Linked DNA regions of Rattus norvegicus: region 2 is linked to region 1. The links are chromatin contacts, called in public Hi-C maps. All regions are on one chromosome and are shown on one strand. Each heading gives the region's core, a stretch centred on a gene start, on an enhancer-like site or on the middle of the called end of the contact. The rest is flanking DNA. Distances are from core to core; before and after follow the strand shown.

What was found. A called contact is a pair of places that touch in the nucleus more often than the background predicts.
Region 2: a Hi-C map of the A7r5 cell line shows a contact between it and region 1, with 3 times the contacts expected there. The contact joins the enhancer-like site here to the promoter of S1pr3 in region 1. A contact is called at or near these places in 2 of 12 Hi-C or Micro-C datasets (the A7r5 cell line and psoas muscle).

What each region holds. Positions count from the first base shown.
Region 1 is chr17:13,944,579-13,947,523 of GRCr8, reverse strand. It overlaps S1pr3 (sphingosine-1-phosphate receptor 3), which reads left to right and starts at 1,511. Exons shown (of 2, transcript NM_001271143.1): 1 at 1,511-1,685.
Region 2 is chr17:14,035,952-14,038,896 of GRCr8, reverse strand. No RefSeq gene overlaps it. Among named protein-coding and RNA genes, the nearest start is that of S1pr3, 91 kb to the right of the region's middle. Within about 2 kb of position 1,481, at least 25 of the 93 cell types and tissues checked have an H3K27ac peak or open chromatin away from gene starts, as enhancers often do. A contact at or near this core is called in the A7r5 cell line, where this site is marked.

The sequences.
Region 1 (2,945 bases), core at 262-2,761:
AGAAGATGGCTGCTTCTGGCTAGGAAACTTTGAGAGAAAAGAAGCCTCGTTAGCCTCAGGGATGCTGCAGGTGGAATCACTCTTGAGAAAGACTGCCGGTAGCAGTAAGAGCCTGGTACCTCTCAGGCTGTGGGAGAGCGCTGTCTGAGGCTGGAGGAACTGTCATAGAGACTCAGGGTCACCCTGTTCTATCTGGAGGACGGTTTACCTGGGAAAAGGAGATACAGATGCTATTAAAACACACCTCTACCTGCCCGGGAAGGGACGGTGACACAGTGGGAAACAGCTAGAGCACTGGGCCTTTTTGTGGGGTTAGACGCAGTGACTAAGAAGACTGTGCTGTTACCCTGACCTCAGGAAGTGTCTGCAGAGACAGCTACAGAAACATCTTCAACTGTGGCCACCTCTCCCTCCTTTAACTGGATGTCGCAGGAGTCAGGAGGCATGGTCATTCTCCTTGCACTCAGGGAGAGAACTTTTTCCAGCTGTGTCCGAGACACTAGGCAAATTTGGAAGGCTAGGCAAGTAGGACCAGAGCTCAGGGGAGTCGTGCAGCTGAGGCAGCTGGAGCCCTGCAGCCCGGCTTGTGACCCAGAGGGCTTGGGCTTCTCACAGGGCAACAGAGAAGGCCAAAAGTCCCAAGATGAACCCCAAGAACGCGGCAAATTCATCTTCTGTAGGCAACAAAGCACTTGAGAAGAGGTAACAGGGGCCAGGACCCTGCCTGCTCAGGAATTTAGCCATGCTCTGCTTCCTCTCTCCTCTCCTTCCCCAAGCTGGTCTGGAGGTCTTTTGCATTTCCTTTGTAACGGACAATCGTGCATGTGGTTCCCCCTAAAGATTCTCATTTCTCCCCACATAGCTGGTGAGGCTTGCCCAGAGCGCGGGAGTAGACCGGGGTGTGGTTAACTAAGGTAAGCAAGACACAGGAGTCAGGACCTGAAATACACAAGAGGCTGGGGTCCCAGCCTTGCAGTTCAGAAAGGAATGGGGGCAGGGTAGGAGTCCGGAGGGGCAGGGGGCTTAGCTTACCAGCTCAGGCTGGTAGTCAGTTAATTTCAGGTTAAAGATAGTTAACACAGTCATCTCGAAGGGAGAACAGTATTAGTAAGAATCCTCTCAAATCCTTCTGGCCACCTAGGTCTACCCAAGTCCAGCTCTGTACCCGGTTCGGTATCTGCGACTGCTGGGTCCTGGAGCAGGTTTTGGGGCGGGAGGGGGGGCGGTGATTGGTGGAGGAATAGAGGCAGAGGGAATCCAGAGGGTTGAAGAGTCCAGCCAGGGTCCGCGGGTCTGGACAGCGCGGATGCAGCGGACTGGCAGAAAGACTGGGCGGGGACCTGGCCGGAGGCAGGACGTGGCTGGGAACCACGGTACGTAAATGGGAACCAGCCCGCAGAAGCTCTGAAGCTTGGGTTAGGGGCGGCAGGAGGCGGGTGACTCTGGGCCCCGCCCCGGAGGGCTGTGGCAAAAGTTTGCCTTCGGATCCTCTGGGGCAGAATCTGGGCGAGCAAGTTCAGGGGCAGGCGACAAGGTCCGGGTGCTGAGCGAGGCGGCTGGACAAGCTTAGCCAGAGAGAAACCTGAGGCCACGAGCGACCTCCGGAGGAGCCCCTAAACTGGAGCCTTAGCTGAGACTTAGCGGTGGCAGCATGCAACCAGCCCAGATGAGCCTTGCAGAACGAGGTGAGCGGCGAAATCGGATCGGGGCTACACAATCCAGAGTCGCGGGTTGAGGGAGCGGCTCCGGGTCCACCCGAACTACTTTTTGGATAAAATTTTAACCAAATCCAGGCACCACAGTGATTTGAGCTCGCGAGTGTCTCGCTTTGGCCACCCGCTCCCGTTCTCCGGGCCATTCATAACCCGGAGAGCAGGACCTAGTCATCAGTTGGAGCTGGTGAAGAGGTATAGGGTTCTTTTAGATAGCAACCGGGGCTTTTAAAATGTGTTTGTAAACCCTGAGCGGGAGTGCGCAAGCTCTCCAGGGAAAGATCCTTGTTTTACTTGGCTAATTAAGAAGTTAGACACCCTCACGAGAAGAAAACCCGGGCATTGGGAATGGCTGTGGTTTTTCCCTCTGGGAGAAAGCAAAAGCATTCTTTTCAGTTGTATGAGCTACAAAACTCCAGTTTCCTTAGCACTTCTAGAGCAGGCAATTCGGGGAGCGTCAGGCCTAGAACTAGACGACAAGGTACCTGCAAAGCAATAATGAGGCTCCCAGGGAAAATTGGTATGTCATACATTCTTGAATGAGATAGAAGAAAAGGGAGGGTGGCCATTAACCATGTGCCTGTACACGGTCTCTGTGTCCCTGTCTCTCTGGACTTGAACAATCCCGATGCCATATTCCTAAGACTTAATGTAAGAGGGTTTTTCATGTCAGCTGTTTAAAAGGAAATACTTTGCTTTGAACACCACTGTTAAGGTATGTGTAACATTCTGAGTCCAGGGGAAGGAGGGGAGGGGGTCTCCTCTCCTCTATGGCACATACCTCCTCCAAGCCTCCAGAGTCACTCATTCTAAAATCTGCTGTCACAAGTCTCTGGTATTGCATATCACGTCCTACAAACATTTATCTATTCCAAGTTCCATCCGTCATAGATGAAAACCAGGCAGATAGAGTCAAGTGAACATAATTCCTCAAAAGTGGACCAAAGGGTCACATACTGCAGGTAAATGCCTGGCAAGTTGTGGCTGTGGTCAGGGATGTTTGGTTGAGGTAGTGGTGGTGGTGGTGGTGGTGGTGGTGGTGGGGTGTGTGCGTGTGTGTGAGCATATGAGCGTGCGTGCACGAGGGCTCTGTTTAGGTAGCTGTGGAGGAATCTAGATCTATAAACCTCTTAAGGGCTACAGAGCTCAGTGCTGGGGCGAGTATTGTGTTGCCATAGAACCCCCACATCGGCTCTTCCCATCTGCAGATGGGCAGATGCTCACATCCGGTCA
Region 2 (2,945 bases), core at 232-2,731, 91 kb before region 1:
CGCAGCAGTGCTGAGTTTAGAATAATCCTATGGCTCCCAGGACTCTCCTGCTCATCTAGCTTGAGGTCTATCTGCATTCACTGGAGGTGATGTTTGTATTTTCAGATTGTCCCTTCACTTAGAGCCATCAGGCCAGAGCCTCAGCCTGCTCTTAGGAACCGCCTGAACCCGTGGTGGTGGAAGCATTAAAGTTATTTAAGTCCCCGAGTCTTACTCTGAAGGCTCAGTTTGTGTTTTGTTTGTCCTCAGTCCATTTGAGTCAGAGGTGAGATGTGGCGCCCTCTCCCCCAGGACTTGTGTGGGTGGCTGGTTGCTCTTGGATGGGGCAGGCTGTCCTGGGAACCTTCTCCCACCCGCTGAGCTCAGAGGCTAAGGCAGGGATAGCTGGCTTCAGAGGGCCTCCAACTGAAGCTTCTCATCGAGTGAAGCTCAACTGGTCTTTGATGCCGCAGCTCAGGGTGGCTGCCCATCTCTCCTGAGCTGTGCCAGGTACAGGGAACACACCCAGCCTGCACACCCATTCCCTCACCGCCATCGTGGCAGTGTCTTGCTCAAGCTCCTGCCATCCAGGGAAGGCAGGGCTAGCACTCTATGCCTCTTCTGAAGCAGCCTTGCCCTGAGGACATAGAGGGTGGGGGGGATGGGGGGTGGACAGTACCACCTGGTGCCCATGAGCACACACACACACACACACACACACACACACACACCACACACACACACACACCACACACACACATACACATCACACATCACACACACACCACACACACACACACACCACACACACACACACACACACACACACACACACACACACACACTGAATGACTGAGAAATAACATTCCCGAGACACTGCCTCACTTCTGGTCTTACAGGACCATTTTTAAACCAATTCCTGTAAGGTTGCCCTACAGTAGCTTCATTTTTAAAAACATCTTTTCATCTCTGTAATTATTTTTGATGTAAGGACATTCACAGCAATAGGATCTATAATTTTCTTTCATTAACAAGATAACAAGCCCCATGAACACACTAGACAATAGCCATGTAGGGTTTTTCCCTCCTAGGGCATTGTCTCCTCACTGACTCTGAGAGCAGACCTTCTAGGTCCCCCAAATGACTCAGCTGTCCTATTTAAACAGTCCCCCATTCTGATGACACTTCCCGGGGTCCCCATGAGCACATTCCTCTACAGGATGGGTCACCATTTTTATATTTGGATGGAGACAGAATGTCCTTGTCTACAGTGGGGGAGTTTGCAGCTAGGCAGCCCCTACCCCTTTCAGAGTTGATTCATCTTGCAAGCTACAAGGAAATCCCACGGCATGCTCCCCGCCCCCACAGTTCGTTCTCCCTAAATGCGGTTTTAATTAGGAGCGGTGAATTCTGCAGACTCACGTCTCAGGCCCTTCCCCAGGCATCCACTGCCTTCCCGCCCCCATGCTGGCAACAGAATGCTCCAGGTCCCAAGGCAAGCGCTGTCATGATGCAAGCTGCCTGTCAGGCCTCCTCAGGCAGCAGCTGCAACTGATTAGAGCTCGGCTGTGGGCCCTGTTTTATTTATGACCCACCTCCCCCTTCTCAAAAATCCATCAGAGCACACTCATGGAAGTAAAATTAGAGGCCCGGTCAGGGCTGGAGTTGGGAAATGCACTTTACCCTTCTTTTCAGGACATTAGTGGCCTAGGCGGGCTGCAGAGGGGACAGGCTGGGGGAGAAGCCCTACCATGGTTCCTTTGGTCCTTCCGTGCCCTAAACATGGCTGCTTTTAGACCTGCATTGTCTGCTCCCCACCTCATTGAAAGTCACAGTCTTCCCCCAACCTCCTTATGACCCTGGTTCTACCTTAAATGTCAGAAGACATCTCAGCTCTGCCTTCTGCCTTCCAACCAGGTTTATCTGTACTTGGGGATATCTGTTGCTAATAAGTCTGTTAAAAGCCTTTGCTCATTGCCACATTCTGACATTTTTTTCCTAATGGGTGAGTTTTTCTCATTCATCCTGAACCCCTTCCCCCAGCACCCTCCTCAGAACCCCTCCTTAGCAATCCTGGCCTGTCACTCCAGAGAACAGGGTATCTAAAACCTTTCATTTCTCAATGGTCTAGCCCAGAACTATCCCCCGCCCCAGTCTCTCTGACTCTTGGATAATGTGTCGTCTTGACTCCCAGTGCGGTGGTGTATACGATGAAACATCAATTTTTTTTATCCCTCTCTGGAGAACCATATTTGTCTTTGAGAGCTTTTGGCTGGCAATTAAAACAAAAAGAGCCGCCTGGTTAAGGGCTTTGTGGGAAACACTTGTGTTAGCTAGAGCACTCTTTCCGGGGTGACTGGGAAAGCGTTTTCTAAGCAGGGATCCCTCTTAGATATGAGTGGCCCTCACTCACATTCAAGAGGTGTGTGTGTGTGTGTGTGTGTGTGTGTGTGTGTGTGCCTGCTCACGCGTGTGCATTCAAAGAGAAAGCCAGGAAGATCAGCGGCAGCTTAGAGAAATGGCGACGGAGGAAAATTAGGATGAACTGAGAACGCTTGGGTGAGCCAAGAGGAGAGAGAAGAGAGAAGCAGAGGAATAGTGTGGCCTTGTTCTCCAGCATTACTGCGTCCTCTCCAAAGGTCACGGGGAGTCACTACCTGCTCCGAGGAGCATGGGTAACAGGAATTATGATCACTCAAATGCGGCCTTTCTGAAGTCCTCAGTTCACTCATGAAAGAAGAAGGCTGTGCATCCTATGAAGCCAATTCTCACCAGGTGGGCGTCCCAGCAGCAAGAGAAAGAGGCTCAGGGCTCCAGGGAAATGCCAGCAGCAGCCTCCTTCCGATTCCCTTCCCCTCTCCCTTCTTCTCCCCCTCTCTCTCCCCCCCCCTTTCTCTCTCTTTCTCTGCTGATTCCCACACTGTGTTAACCACCAACCAGACAGTATCTAGAATCATCTGGAGATG